2 separate regions of the Callithrix jacchus genome follow, and region 1 is linked to region 2. A link is a contact called in public Hi-C data. All regions are on one chromosome and are shown on one strand. The core of a region is the stretch at or near the end of the contact, and the rest is flanking DNA. Distances in the headings are between cores, read along the strand shown.

Region 1 (7,470 bases), core at 2,377-4,876, 1.9 Mb after region 2:
CAGGCAGCAACCAAGTCTGAGAAGTAGCCAGCGACCAAGTCCGGCCTTGGGGAGAAACTTGCATTTCAGTCTAAGTGTGATAAGAAACCTGTGCAGGGTTTTGAGCATGGAATTGACACTAGTTGAGTTCTAAAAGGACCTCACATGCTTTCATGGGGAATAAAAGACTGCAGGAGGGCATGCATGGAAGAGAACAGGTTCGAGACTGTCTCAGAGCCACCAAAAAGGATGGTGGCTGGGCCATGAGAAAGGATCAGAGTCAAGAAGTTAGAATTCAGGGATGGATTGAATGTGGGGCCAAAAAGAAAAGAGCCAAGTTGACTACAAAGCACTTGGCCTAAGTAATGCAGAGAATGGTGGGCCATTTCCTGAGATGGGAAACACTAGGGCAGTTTTTTTTTTTTAATATTTTTTTTACTCTATTTAAAACTCTGATTTTTTTTTTTTTTTTAAAGACGGGGTTTCACCATGTTGGTCAGGCTGGTCTTGAACTCGCGACCTCAGGTGATCCACCCGCCTTGGCCTCCAAAGTGCTTAGATTACAGGCGTGAGCCACCATGCCCAGCGGGCAATTTTGAATATAAATAGAGATGCACATAAGCCATTCAAACCGAAATATTGAGAAGGCAGTAGGTGATAGCTGGATTTCTTAGGTTCTAGGGCAGGAATTCTTAACCTTCTGTGTGTGTGCCTAGGACCCCTTTGGTGGTCCATGAAGCCTGTGGACTCCTTTCTAGAATAAATATTGTGGAGAAACCTACCTTAATGCAATAGTAGCTTCTAGATACATTATCAGGCAAACCATCCCAGAAGTTACAAAACAGAAAGCCCCACAGACCAAATTATGATGCCTGAATTGCAGGGTTTATTGAATCTATTTAAAACCACTTACAGCAGGAACTCAATGGGCTGGATAACATACACAGGATAGGGTACGGGCAAGGTGGGTGGACCATACCACCAGAACCCAGAGTTAGGCAATATTTGCATCTTTTTTCTTTTTCTTTTTCTTTTTAGACAGAATCTTGCTCCGTTGCCCAGGCTGGAGTGCAGTGGTGCAATCTTGGCTCACTGCAACCTCTGCCTCCCAGGTCCAAGCAATTCTTGTGCCTTAGCCTCCCCAGTAGCTGAGATTACAGGTGTGCACCACCACACTCAGCTAATTTTTGTATTTTTAGTAGAGATGGGTTTTCACCATGTTGGCCAGGCTGGTCTTGAACTCCTGACCTCAGGTGATCCACCCACTTCAGTCTCCCAAAGTGCTGGGATTACAGGCATAAGCCACCTCACCTGGCCAATAATGATATGTTTCCCTCTCTCTGCTGCATCAGGCCATCCCACTGGTGGTGGGGTTTTGAGAACCAGAGTTGAGGATGCTCACTGCGGCTCAACAGAGGGTACCTGAAGCAACTCACACTGCTCTACAGAGAGACACAGGGGCAAGCACACTCAGCCACAGCTGCAGCTCACCAATCAGCCTGCTGAACAGACATGAATTTTATCTGCATTTTTGGGGGCAGAGCATATGGCTGCCAGGATGAGACCATAAATTTATCACCAATGAGTGGCCATTTGGGGATGATATAGTTGTCAACCCAGAGGATGGCATGATCACGCCTTTTGACTTAATCATTCTCTAAGTAAAACTCTTCTTTGTTCCATCACGTTTTCCACTTATTCTGTTTACCTTCAAAAAAATTGTTTTTTGAGACAGGGTCACACTGTCACCCAGGCTGGAGTGCAGTGGCACTATCACGGTTCACCACAACCTCAACCTTCAGGGCTCAGGTGATCCTCCCACCTCAGCCTCCCGAATAGCTGGTACTATCGGCACCTGCCACCATGCCCAGCTACCTTTTGTAGGGACGAGCTTTTGCCATGTTGCTCAGGCTGGTCTTGAACTCCTGGGCTCAAGGGATACGCCCACCTCAGCCTCCCAAAGTGCTAGGATTACGCATGAGCCACCACTCCCAGCCCTACCTTCGACGTATCTAACTGATTACTAACTTTTAGGATTCGGCCTACGTCTCACAGCATTCTTGCTTACCCAACATCCTTAACTCTTAAAGCTACTACTTCTCTGTGGTTAACAGTTTTTATGAGTTTCATTCATCCGCTTATTTTTCTTGTCCCCTACAGCAGAGCTGAATATTTTCAAACACAGCACACTCATGTTACAATCTATGAAATGAAAAAAAATGCATAGGATTAGAAAAGAAACTAATTTTAATGAACTATATTTTAAAGTATAGTCCTATATTAAACAACAAGATCTAGGCCAGCTGCAGTGGCTCATGCCTGTTGAGAAACATTAAGTTTACCCTGCCCCCATGGCTCCCTGGTGGAAGTTGCTTTTGGTTTGTCATTAGTGGTAACCAGGTAACACCTGCCTTCCTGGTATATTCCTGAGTTATGTGTATATGTAGAACATTTGTGTATTAATAAGAATCACCTGTCAAAGAGCAAATAACTGTGTGGATGAATCTCACATTTATTTGTGTGGATGAATCTCTGCAGGGCCTTCAGTCCTGGAGAGCTGTCAGCCCCACAGGCTCTCAGGCTGTTGGTCCCTAGGATAGATCCACTCTGTTGGCTATGTGGGTGTCTGCCTCTCTCAATACCTTCAGTCCGCCTGGGTGGGAGTCTCAACTACCGTAGCTGGTTCTTTGTACATGCCTGTAATCTAATCCCAGCATTTTGGGAGGCTGAGGTAGGAGAATTGCTTGAGGTCAGGGGTTCCAGACCAGCCTGGGAAACATGGAGAGATTGCCCATCTCTTTCTTTACACACACACACACACACACACACACACAATCTGTGATGACTATTGCCCACAAAGTCACAGGTACTGCTAATACTCCTGGGATTTGCAGTCAAATTCAAAATGAAGAAAATGCTAGGTTTTAGTTGGTAATTTTGTCCCAACGGTCTATGGACCGCAGGTTAGAACGCCCGCCCAAGCCAGGCGGGTTGGCCTCGAACTGCAGGGTCCACCTTGGGCTGATCAAACATATTCCTGTAGGGGCCCTGCGCCTCCCGGACCCAGCCGCCCTCAGGGGAGGGTGGACACACTATTAAAACGAGTTTGGGGCAGGCCCAGTGGCTCACACCCGTGATCCCAGCACTTTGGGAAGCCGAGGCACGAAGATCACTTGTAGCCAGGAGTTTGAGACCAGCTGGCCAAGTTGGTGAGACCCTGTCTCTAAAACAAACAAACAAAAATTTAATTAGTTAATTGTGGTGGTGTGCGCCTGTAGTCCCAGCTACGCAGGAGGCTGAGGTGGGAGGATCACTGGGCCCAGGAGTTACAGAGTGCAGTGAGCCATGATCACGCGACTGCACTCCACTGCGGTTAGACTCAGAGTGAGACCCAGTCTCAAAATAAAAAGGCGGGGGTGGGGGGGTGGGACTGGGGATAAATTTAGTTGTGAGAACAAGACTTCCTGGGCTAGAGCGATTAAAGCGGTGGCGCCCGGACCACCTAACAAGCCCCGCCTCAGCACCCCAGGCTGCTGCCCGCAGAACTCCAACCGGAGGCGCCCAGGAAACTCCGCCCCTCGGCCAGCAGGGCGCGCGCGCGCCGCCAGCCCCGCCCCGTGGACGTGAGCTCCGGGGGCGTTCCCGCTGCCAGACATCAGCAATCTATCGGGGAGCGGCGAGGGTTGGCAAAACGTGCTAGACGGCGGTTCTGGGCGCTAAGGCGCCTGCGGCAGGGTGAGCGCGTGCAGGGCGGCGAGGCGGCGGCGTGTCTCCAGGTCTTGGCGTTGGGCGGCGGAGCTTCGGCGGCAGCTGGGAGATAATGGCGGAATCCTCTGATAAACTCTACCGAGTCGAGTACGCCAAGAGCGGGCGCGCCTCTTGCAAGAAATGCAGCGAGAGCATCCCCAAGGACTCGCTCCGGATGGCTATCATGGTGCAGGTGCGGGCCGCTGTGCGGCGGCGGGGCGGGACGCGGCGCCCCGGCTTAATTGTGTCCGGGAAGTCTGGGGGAAGGCGGGCCAGTGGAGCGAGCGGGCCCGGGCCCTCGGAGAGGCGCTTGGGGCCTGTGGGCCGCGGCCGCCCCTCCTCTCCCGAGCGGCCCGGCAGAGCCTTCCGGAAGGTTTTGCTGATGTTGCAGGAAAAGCCCGGGAAATACAGCCTGCAGCTGGTGCTACCTTTCGCTTTGTGAAAACTAGGAACCGCTTCTCTCCTTGTTGGGTGGTGGAGTTTTATTATTGCCGTTCGCCTCAGGGGTGGGGGGTGGGAAATTGTGCATGGTCTTTTTAGGCTAATCTGATTTTGACCTATCTTACTCTGTAAGATTTTTGTCCTACGTGGATGGTGGCGACTGGCATGTGGGGATTTTTGTTTTGTTTTGTGACAGGGTTTCACCATGTTGGTCAGGCTGGTCTCGAACTCCTGACCTCAGGTGATCCACCCGCCTCGGCCTCCCAAAGTGTTGGAATTACAGGCGTGAGCCACGGCGCCCGAGATTTTTTTTTAAACCTATTTTTGGCCATTATTTCAACACGTCATTTCAACGCTCACCCTCATTTTGTATTTTAATTAGGCGAAACTATGCGGAGTTGTCATTTCTGTACAGTGCATTCACTTCGAACCTAATTTGTCCTTTAACATTTTCCCCAAATTTTCCAGATTCACAGATGCGTTCTCTTGGTGTATTTGCAGCTGTCTGGTTTGAGTTTTACATATGGGCTTTTTGATCAATTGAAGATCCCCTTCTGAGGTTTCCTGAGGCTTCTGTGAGGTGCTGGGCTTGAAGACCACTGCCAGTTCTTAGGGGCTCCTGCTTGCAGCTTCCAGTTTGCTGATGGTCTGCCTTTGTGCTAGTAATTCCGGTTCTCCCCTTCCCTGTTCCTCCTCATTTCCAACATATTCCCAAGCTTAGTGTCAGGGTCGAGGTAGCTTGATTTTCCTCCCTGCCGTGAGCTGTAATGTGTTTTAGGGATGACTGGATAGCCCTCAGTGGATTTTCAGTACTTAGAGAGTACAGGGGAGTGCGGGCGAGGTTTACCGAGTGGGTACCTAAGCGCCAGGTATACTTCTGATATCTTATTTCACAATATGTCTGTCATCTTGGTGTCCTCAGGGCATACCTAAGTCCGTACATGGCACACAGTACTTACTTGGTGGGCTAAGCACTCTGTTAGGTTCTAAAGACACAGAATCCACCCTTGGGAATTTCCAGTTTGGTTAAAGGGGAAGTGACTGGTAAACAAACATTGTCGTATGTGGGGGTGAATGCCACCTGATGGAGCTGTACTCCAGGCGTTGTGCGCCACATGTCCCAGCTAAGTTTGGAAGCTTGATTAGGATTAGGAGTTGTCAATTCACAGAAGTGGAGCAGAAAGATCCTCCGAGGATAAGGCAGTAGACAGGGCCTACAATTTGAAGAGCCATGTTTCCCACTAAGGAACCTAGAACTTCTTTTCAATATATAAGGCAGCCTGTTATCACTCCTAGTATAGAAGTTCTTAATCCACGGTCTGTGGAATGGTAGATAGAACTCAAGAGGTCCGTGGGTTTACATAAGAAAAAGTTATCACCATCTCCACTAACTTGTAGTAAAATTCATCATTTCCTCTAATCATAAATGTAAGCAGCAAAGCAAAGGCATATTAGTAGTCCCTATGATTTTTGTCACCAGTAGTAATTGCAGATATTTTCATGTCACTTTACAGTTGGGAGTTTCTCAAAATATCATTTACTCTAATCGCTACAAAAATCACAGTAGTTATTAGAGGTGGTACTAGATCTTGTTACTTAATATTTTAAAGCTCGTGGGTTACTATACTCCAAATTACCTTTCATATGTTTTGATAATTATTTCAGTATGTTTCCTTTTCAGTCCTTTTGTTTGTTTCGTTTTTGTTTTTCTTCTGTTTTTTGAGATGGAATCTCACTTGTGTTGCCCAGGCTGGTCTGAAACTCCTGAGCTCAAGTGATACACCCACCTCAGCCTCCTAAAGTGCTGGGGTTACAGGCATGAGCCACCACACCTGGCGGTTTGCGAGACTTTCTGAGAAAGGAACATCCATGGGCCTTACCAGGTGGGCAAAGAGTACCATGTTCTGGTGGAAAGACAACAGAAAACCCAAATCCAGCCCGTGTGTTGAGGCTAGAACAACACTGCTGTTGAAGGAGTTGGAGGAGGCTTAGCTGTGGGAGAGGCAGGATGGAGGAACCTGAACCTGATGAAGTTTAACATTCTGGGGCAGGGGCACGGTGGTAGACGCTTGTAATCCCAGCACTTTTGGGGTGGGCAGATCACTTTAGCTCAGGAGTTCCAGACCAGCCTGGCCAACATGGTGAAACCCCGTCTCCACAAAAAAATGCAATGATTAGCAGGGCATGGTTTTGCATGCCTGTAGTCCCAGCTACTTGGGAGGCTGAAGCTGGAAGATTGCTTGAGCCTGGGCGGTTGAGGTTCATTGCTGTGAGCTGAGATAGTGCCACTGCACTCCAGCCTGGGCTACAGAGCCAGACCCAGACCCTGTCTGAAAAAAGGAAAAAAATAGCAATAACAACATTCTGGGCTTTCCTTTGGTATACTTGGTAGTGAAAGAAACTATTAAAAGTAACTGGTTTTTCTGTAATTGTGATTGAGGGTGGTTTCGGAGTTTTAATTCAGAATTTGAAGTTGGTCTGGTAGGCGGAGCTGGTGAAGGCCAAAAAGAAAGAAGCCTTTTTGCACCTTGCTTGAATTTAAATACCTTCTTTTACATTTGTATGGGAGTATTGTTCTCTGAGTGTCAGATACCTGGTATTTTAGCCCTCTTGCCTGGGGCATCCTGGGAGGGATGAGCTGGGCCCTCCAGCATTTTGATGGGAGGAGGATGGTGGGTGGACCTGTGAGTTGCTCTGTTCTTCGAGGGTTTGAGCACCCGGAGGCATATGGGTGAGGTCAGTTCATTCCCTCTGGCTTAGGTGGGCCAGTAGCTTGGCCTGTTTTGCAGCTGCTGTTTGGGTGAGGACCCCGGTATGCCTCAGGTGCTCAGTTTTTGCTCAGGTACATAGCCAACGATTCTGCGCCTTGCCTGAGCTGTGCAGCTAACAAATGGAGTCGATAGTCTCGTCACCTTGGTCTGGTGCCTTTCTGCCACATCATTCTCAGTCCTAAGTTTTGGGGTAAAGCATTGCTTTGGTCAAGGGTTCTTCCACTGGGGCTCTTGTCCTATAAGCTTATGCTGTGATTGCACCATTGGGCAGCACCGTACCGGTGATTGGCGGAGACAGCACCCAGAGCAAAGGGCAGCAGGTCTGGGGCCCCTGGCAGAGCCAGGAAGAAGTGCCCTTTTATACAAGGTAACCTGAGCATTGCACAGGAGGGTAGACAAGCAGGCAGAGACAGGTTGAGGCCACTGAAAATGTTCATGATAGCCAGATGCTTAAGGATCTGTATCAGCTGTCTGGGGGAGATCTGGTGGAACCTTCGAGAGCTGGAACATGACTGGTCTGAGAAATGCCATT
Region 2 (7,229 bases), core at 2,486-4,985:
AAAATGACAACAAAGGATTGAGAACAGAACTTAAACTTAGTTGATAAGTAGTGGCAGGTTTTGAGAAGTCCAATTTAGAAAGAAGTTCTCCCATGAGAAAAATGCTGTGTCTTTCATGAAAGGAGAGCCCATCCATGCAGCAAACTTCGCTGTTGTCTTATTTTAAGCAGCACAGTCACTCCAACCTTCAGCAATCACCACCCAGATCATCAACACTGAGGCAAGACCCTCCAGGATGAACGATGATTCCTTGAATTCTCAGATAACCAATAACCAATAGCATTTTTTGGCAATAAAGTATTTTTAAATTAAGGTACATGCATTTTTTAAGCATAATGCTATTGCATTCTTAATAAATTATAGTATAAACATAAATTTTATATGCACTAGGAAACCAAAACACTTGTGTGACTCGCAATATTGTGATCTTAATTTTATTTCACTGGTATGGAACCAAGCCTGTAATATCTCTGAGATATGCATGTACTAAGTTTTAAAAGTTAGAACAGATCGTATAAGAAAAAAAAGAAAAAGTAAAAGTTAGAAATACAACTGCTCAGAATAACCACAGAATGAATCAGACACATAAAGCAAAAAAGCAAGAAAGAGTTGAAAGTCTGGGATTTGCGTCCTGGCTTCCCCCACATTACCTGCAGCTTAACCTCTAACACTATTAATATTTATACTTCATCCAGGAGATAGACAGTCAATATGAAAGCACACAAGTGCTTTATGAAAAGGACCATACTTATACTGGTTCCATTACTGTGTCATGTTTCCTCATTCACAAAACATTGAAGAAAGGTGGTGAGGCCACAGCTCACGATACCAGAACTGTCAATAATAGTATGAACAGTGACAGATGCCAGAAGGAATACAATCTCTCAGTATAACAGCAGAAACCTTGGTCCAATTGGTTGCAAGAGCTACCCCTTCATTTCACTCTGGGCAGCACTTGCCAAGTGACTGCCCCGCTACCAAGATGACTCCCATGTTCATCCAGGTGTAGAAAGCACTGGATATGACCACTGCTCTATGCACCACACCTCATCATCATTTTACATATGGCATCCATCTCGGACACATTTTGTGTTGTCTTCTTTGACAACAGCAACTGGATGTGTATTAATCCAATTTCATGAGCTTGTCATCCTGGTGCTTATCACGCTATTTTTAAGCCAAAAAAGCTTGAGAAATTCTAACAAAATGCAATGCCTTTCTTGGTACCTAGCCTATTTCTAAAACGGCTTTATACTAATACTAACATTTCTCTACTACCCAACCTTCAATTTATCCAATTCTGAAGATTTTTAACAAAGCACCACCTACCGCTTATGAAAGATCACTTTGGATTCATAATCAAATGTAGCTATCAATGGACTTTCAGAAACTAACTTCATAACTTAATTCCCAATATGTTCATTAATGCATACACTTAATTTATAATATAATGTCTCCAAACAAAAGAAATGCTAAATTCAGTGGGTTTATTTATTTATTTTGAAGAGACAAGGTCTTGCTCTATCACCAGGAGTGAAGTGGCACAATCACAGCTCATTGCAGCCTCAAACTCCTCGGCTCAAGGGATTCTCCCACCTCAGCCTCCTAAGTAGTGGGGACTACAGGCACATGCCACCATGTCTAACATATGTATGTATGTATATGTGTAGATATATATATATATATATTTAAAGTTAGAGGTTAAGCTGCAGGTAATGTGGAGGAAGCCAGGACACAAATCCCAAAACATAATGAGATCCCAACATAAAGGGATCTCATTATGTTGTCCAGTCTGGTGTAGAACTCCTGGCCTCAAGCGATCCTCCTGCTTTGGCCTCCCAAAATAGAGATTACGGGCATGAGCCACTGCCTCCGAACTAAATGAGGTTTTTCAACAACAAAAAAAAAGGTATTATGAAGTATGACTCATTACTTTTTCCATTGACATTTCATTTAACTTCCAACAAAGTTCCCTCCCCAACCTTTTCTCTATTTCTTTTTTATTTTAACCAATTGCCAATATGCAATTATCTTGATAGACTATAAAAATATGAGCTTCACTTTATACTTACTTGTTCTTTATTTGGAAGAAAGCACTGATGAGAAATCCAAGCAAAGTGAGCTAGTTTTAGTTTATCTTCCCAGGAAGTTGTCTTGCTTTTAAGCTTAAGGGAAATGCCAGAATAAACAGCAGCCATTGCTACAAGTTATCTACAATTTGGAAACAATGAAAAAAATATGTTATAACATGGTCAGACTGAGCAGGCACCAGAAAGTCAACAGTATTGCAATATTGTATCTTATTGTTCACCTAATATGTATTCTTTCAAAAGTTTTTAATGAATCAACAGTTCAGTTGCGGTAAATCTACATACAAGATACTAGACTCCATGAATTTTCAGACAAAAGCATGAATCCCTGAAGGCTCAGATAACCAATAACCTATAGCATTTTTTGGCAATAAAATATTTTAAAATTAAGGTATGTACATTTTTAAGGTATGTACATGAGATTCAGACAAAAGCAGGCAGAAGATGGATGGTACACACAGAAGATGGACTATATATATTCCAGCTGTGATCAAACATCACATCCACAAAGGCAAGTGTACAGGAATCCAAGAAGGCAAAAATCGGTGTTTACATTACTTGTGGAAAGAATCATTCATACACTGTTTCCAATTAAAAGAGGAAAAGATACATAAGCAATATCTGGGGAAAGTAATGTCTCCAAGAGAAAAGGAAATCCCCCAGGGAATACTGTTATTTCAGCGGCAACAGTAACCTCCCGCTAAGACTTTTATTCATTCATGTATAAATTTACAATGCACATACACACTTCCAAAAAGACTCTACAAGAGATACTTGCACAAGGAAAAGACTGAAAATAGAAAACAAAAACGTCATGAAGTCTCGGAGGGCGCAAACATATCAAACACCTACAGTTACTATAAAACTGGGTACACTTGGCTTTGACTTTCCTAAAAGTTATAGTAAAAAGGAAGGTTAAGCCGTTTTCATTTTAGAAATTAAATTATCCTTTACTCTACTGCAAAGAAAAAGAACCATCAAGTGGTGTCAGTGTTCCCATTTTGTCAAAATGTCCAAAACGAATTCAACGATGCCTGACTTTTACGTTCAATACCACAGACCGCCACTGAGACAGCTACAAAGTGCATAACAAGTGTTTGTTGAACTGGCTGCAAAGACGACCGAGATGCTCTTCCGGGCTCCGCCAGAATTCCGCTTTCCTGGCCTCCAGCCGCCCTTACCCGGCAATGCAAAGTCCAGGGCGGACAGCAAAGCCCTGCTAGCACTCCCTGCCCAACAGAAAGAAACAAAGCAACAAGAAACAGAGAGCAGTTAGGAGGCAGGAGGGAGTTCGCCTTCACAGATGGAGCGCGTCCAGTCGGCTCTCGCCCAGATCTGCTGGCGGCACTGGAACTGGGCCGGGTGGGGGACCCCCGTCGGGGCCCAGCCTCAGGTAGGGGCTCGCCTCTGGAGAGGACCAACCCCGGGTTGGGGGCTCACCTCGGGACCTGGCTCCAGGTAGAGAGCGCACCGACGGTAGGGACTCACCTCGGGACCCGGGCCCGGTAGGGGGCTCAGCTCGAGACAGCCCCTCGTAGACGACGGAGGACAGGGGCAACGGCGGCGGCGGCGACTGTCCGGTTTCCGCAGCCCCACCACGTGGGCCCGGCCCCCACGCTTCTTCCGCCCGACGCCGGCGGCGCAGCGGAGAGGGGCGGCACGCACGCCAGGCGTCGCCAGCCGAGCGCCGAGGCGCCTCGCCCATTGGCGGAGACTGTTGCGCGTTGGAGGCCCAAGCGGCCCAGCCCGCGGCCCGCTCCGTGTCAGTCAGTCATGGAGCGGCCGCCCAAAGCGGCGGCGGGGGCGGCGGGGCGCGGGGCGTGGGGGCCCAGCTGAGCCGGCCGTCAGAGCGAGACCCTGCGGCAGAGACTACGGAGGCGGAATCAACCCGATCCCGGAGGCGGCGGCGGCGGGGGGAGCCGGAGCCGCCTGGGATGTTCAGTGAGTGCGGGGCGCTCGAGCTGGGAGGGTCGGGAGGGTCGCGAGGCGCGCGCGCGCGCGAGCGAGCGGGCGGGCGGGCGGGGACCAGGGCGGCGGGGCCTCGGCCGGGCGCGCCTCGGCTCCCGCCGGCGGGCGGTGGGGGTGGGGCGAGTGGGGGCGGGGCGGGGGGGCGACGGGCGGCTCTGCGCGGGCGCGGTGGCCGCGCCTCCGCCCTCGGCCTCCCGAGTCCCGGGCTGCGGCCGGCGGCGTGGCCTGCAGTCGGCGGCTACACCTGGACTGGCGTCGCGTTCCTGCGCAGGGGTGGGTCCTGCGGGTCGGATGCTGGGCTCGGGGAGGAGGTGGCGGGCGCCCGCGGGGCAGGGATCTCAGTGCCCGACAGCCTGATGGGGAGCACGTCTTCACAGCTCCTTTGCATGTAGGGGAAAAGGAAATGTCTTTGCGGCGAAGTCGGGATTCAACTTTGCACATGGTGATGGTGCGTGGGTGGGTGTGGAGTCGGTCTCCGCGTGTGACACGGGGGAGCCAGAGTTAGACTAGCTACTGCGGGAGCGTGCCGACCTGCAAGGGTGTCTCAGGGCTCTTTGCCTCATGACAGCAAGGTAAGGTTGGTGCGCCCATGGCGTGGGACGGGTTCGCCACCTCCAGCTCGCGAAGCTGCTAGGCTTTTGAAAATGTATTCGATAAAGGCGTTGGTTCGCAGTGAGTGGAAGATTAGAAACAGTGGTGTCATTTTAGACTTAGCGGAAGTGGAGTGCAGGAACGCTACATGCAGTTCTCCCATCAGTTGTGAAAGTCGTTGTACTGCAGATCTCGCACTCTGTGTGGTTCTGGGATCAGAAGGTAAATGCTAGTCCCATGCGGTGTTTGTCTTAAATTGCTGTACCTAAACTGACCTTGCAGATTGGAATCTCGGAATGGTGACTCCTGCGAAGAGACAGTTGGGAGCTGAGCCGAGAGGAACAGTAAGGGCGGAGCATGTTTTCTATTAGGCGATTCAAGTGTGCCAACACCTGAGTTGGGGGTGTAGGAGAGGACACGGAGGCTGTTCTCCAGTTCTTGGTCACAGCTCTACTTGGAAGTGGGAGTAGGAAAGGGAGTTTTGTGCTTAATAGGTTAGATAGGTTAAATGCATTTGGCCACAGGTTAAACTTTGGAACAGCTTAATGTAGTGGATAGGGCTTGGTGACAGTAGACCTGGATGGAAACCATGTAGCCATCTGCGTAACCTCTCTGAGCTGTAGTTTTCTCATCTGTAAAATAGGGTGATGAGGAATAACTTAAACGTGGAGTTTTATTTTGAGAGACAAGGTGTCTCTGTGTTGCCCAGGCTGGTCTCGAACTCCTAAGCTCAAGCAATCCTCCTGCCTCAGATTCCCAAATAAGGACCTTTTTAAAGGTACCCAGAAAAAGAATGAAGTATATGAAAATGGCGCCGGGCGAGGTGGCTCACACCTGTAATCCCAGCACTTAGGGAGAGACCGAGGCAGGCTGATCACGAGGTCAAGAGATCGAGACCACCCTGGCCAACATGGTGAAACCCCGTCTCTACTAAAATACAAAAATTAGCTGGGTGTGGTGGCGTGTGCCTGTAGTCCCAGCTACTTAGGAGGCTGAGGCAGGAGAATTGCTTGAACTCAGCAGGCAGAGGTTGCAGTGAGGTGAGATCCCGTCACTGTACTCCAGCCTGGTGACAGAATGAGACTCTGTCTCAAAAAAAAAAAAAAAATTGCTAAATGTTAGCTATTATGATTTCCTTTTGGCAGAATACCTTCTAGGTTCCCTGTAGTCTGAAGTTTTTTTGTGTGTTAAATGGAATATGTGCTAATTTTTTTAATGAATTATAAATCCTTCCGGCCTTGAAAATCAGTGTTAAGCTAGAAAATTTAAAAGTGAGGGCTTGTTTAAAGTATTTTTCTTTGTCATCAACAACAAATTAGATTAGTGTATCTTGGAATGGTTTTCTTGTTCCTGCCTCTAAATGTGAGGTTTATGTGTGCTTCTGTCACTGAAACTAGGTAAAGGCCTCACTTAACTACTCAGTAATTGGTTTTTGGTTTCGCAAGCAATGTGTTAGCACCTATAAAGGACATCTCTGGGCGAAAAAAGGGGGTTTTGTTTTTGCTAGTTTGTTTTGCTGGAATGGGGCTCTAGGGATCATCTGTTAAACCAGCATTACTCAGTGGACAGGACTAGAAGTCAAGTTTCCATTCTATGTTCTAAGTGGCTGACTTCTCAGGTAGTAAGTGTTCCGATCATTCTCAGCAAGCATCTGGTAAGCACTCACTGTTGTGCTCCCTCAGGAAGCCCCTGGTCATGTGTAGAATCCTTTGAGCAGCAAGATACTTTAGAATAGAAGAGCACAGACCCTTCAGCCTCATGGCCTGAGTTCCCGTCCTAGCCCTGTAACTTCTTTGGGCCTCACCTTTCCGATCTGAAGAATATGTCCTACCTAATAGGTTTCTTGTGAGCTTAAAGAAGACAATCTATGTAAAGCACTTAATTTTAAGTGCTTGAAGTGTCTTAGCGCCCGGTATGCTCAGTAAGCCTCAGGTATTTGTAGTAGTAGTCTATGAAACAGACAAGAGTTCTACTATAGAGATTTGTTCCTGGATCTGTGTGTGGAAGGGACTGTCATCAAGGAAGCTGAGATGACTAACCTGAGCTGCAAAGTGGGGTTGGAATATAGCCAGACGAGGTTGTAGTGCCAGTGTGGCAGTGCCTCCAACTACTGGAGGGCCCTGAGGGGAGAAGGTGGAGTAAGAAGAACCAAGGATTGGTCCAGTGAGGTAAACAAAGGCAGATCAGAGTAACCTGGAAATGACACAGTAAACACTGACTTTTTCTATTCTTCACACTAGTGGAGGCAGTAGAAAGTGTTTTGTTTTGAGACAGAGTTTCACTCTTGTCTCCCAAACCAGGGTGCAATGGCACGATCTCAACTCACCAAAACCTCCGCCTCCCAGGTGCAAGCAGTTCTCCTGCCTCAGCCTCTCGAGTAGCTGGGACTACTTGCACCACCACATCTAGCTAATTTTTGTAAGATTTTAGTAGAGACGGGGTTTCACTGTGTTGGCCAGGCTGATCACCTGACCTCAGGTGATTCACCTACCTTGGCGATGAGATTACAGGCATCAGTCACCACGCCTAGCGCCAGTAGAAAATTTTTGAGTTTAGCAGAGATAACATAGATAACATCAG

Evidence for each region. A called contact is a pair of places that touch in the nucleus more often than the background predicts.
Region 1: a contact with region 2 is called in a Hi-C map of skeletal muscle, with 8 times the contacts expected there. The contact joins the promoter of PARP1 here to the promoter of URB2 in region 2. A contact is called at or near these places in 2 of 3 Hi-C or Micro-C datasets (both in skeletal muscle).

Annotation. Positions count from the first base shown.
Region 1 is chr19:22,837,756-22,845,225 of calJac240_pri, forward strand. It overlaps PARP1 (poly(ADP-ribose) polymerase 1), which reads left to right and starts at 3,627. Exons shown (of 23, transcript XM_002760578.7): 1 at 3,627-3,919. The coding sequence starts at 3,800.
Region 2 is chr19:20,936,463-20,943,691 of calJac240_pri, forward strand. It overlaps URB2 (URB2 ribosome biogenesis homolog), which reads right to left and starts at 3,736. Exons shown (of 11, transcript XR_013529764.1): 1 at 3,579-3,736; 2 at 2,073-2,211. It overlaps TAF5L (TATA-box binding protein associated factor 5 like), which reads left to right and starts at 3,860. Exons shown (of 5, transcript XM_035281372.3): 1 at 3,860-4,031.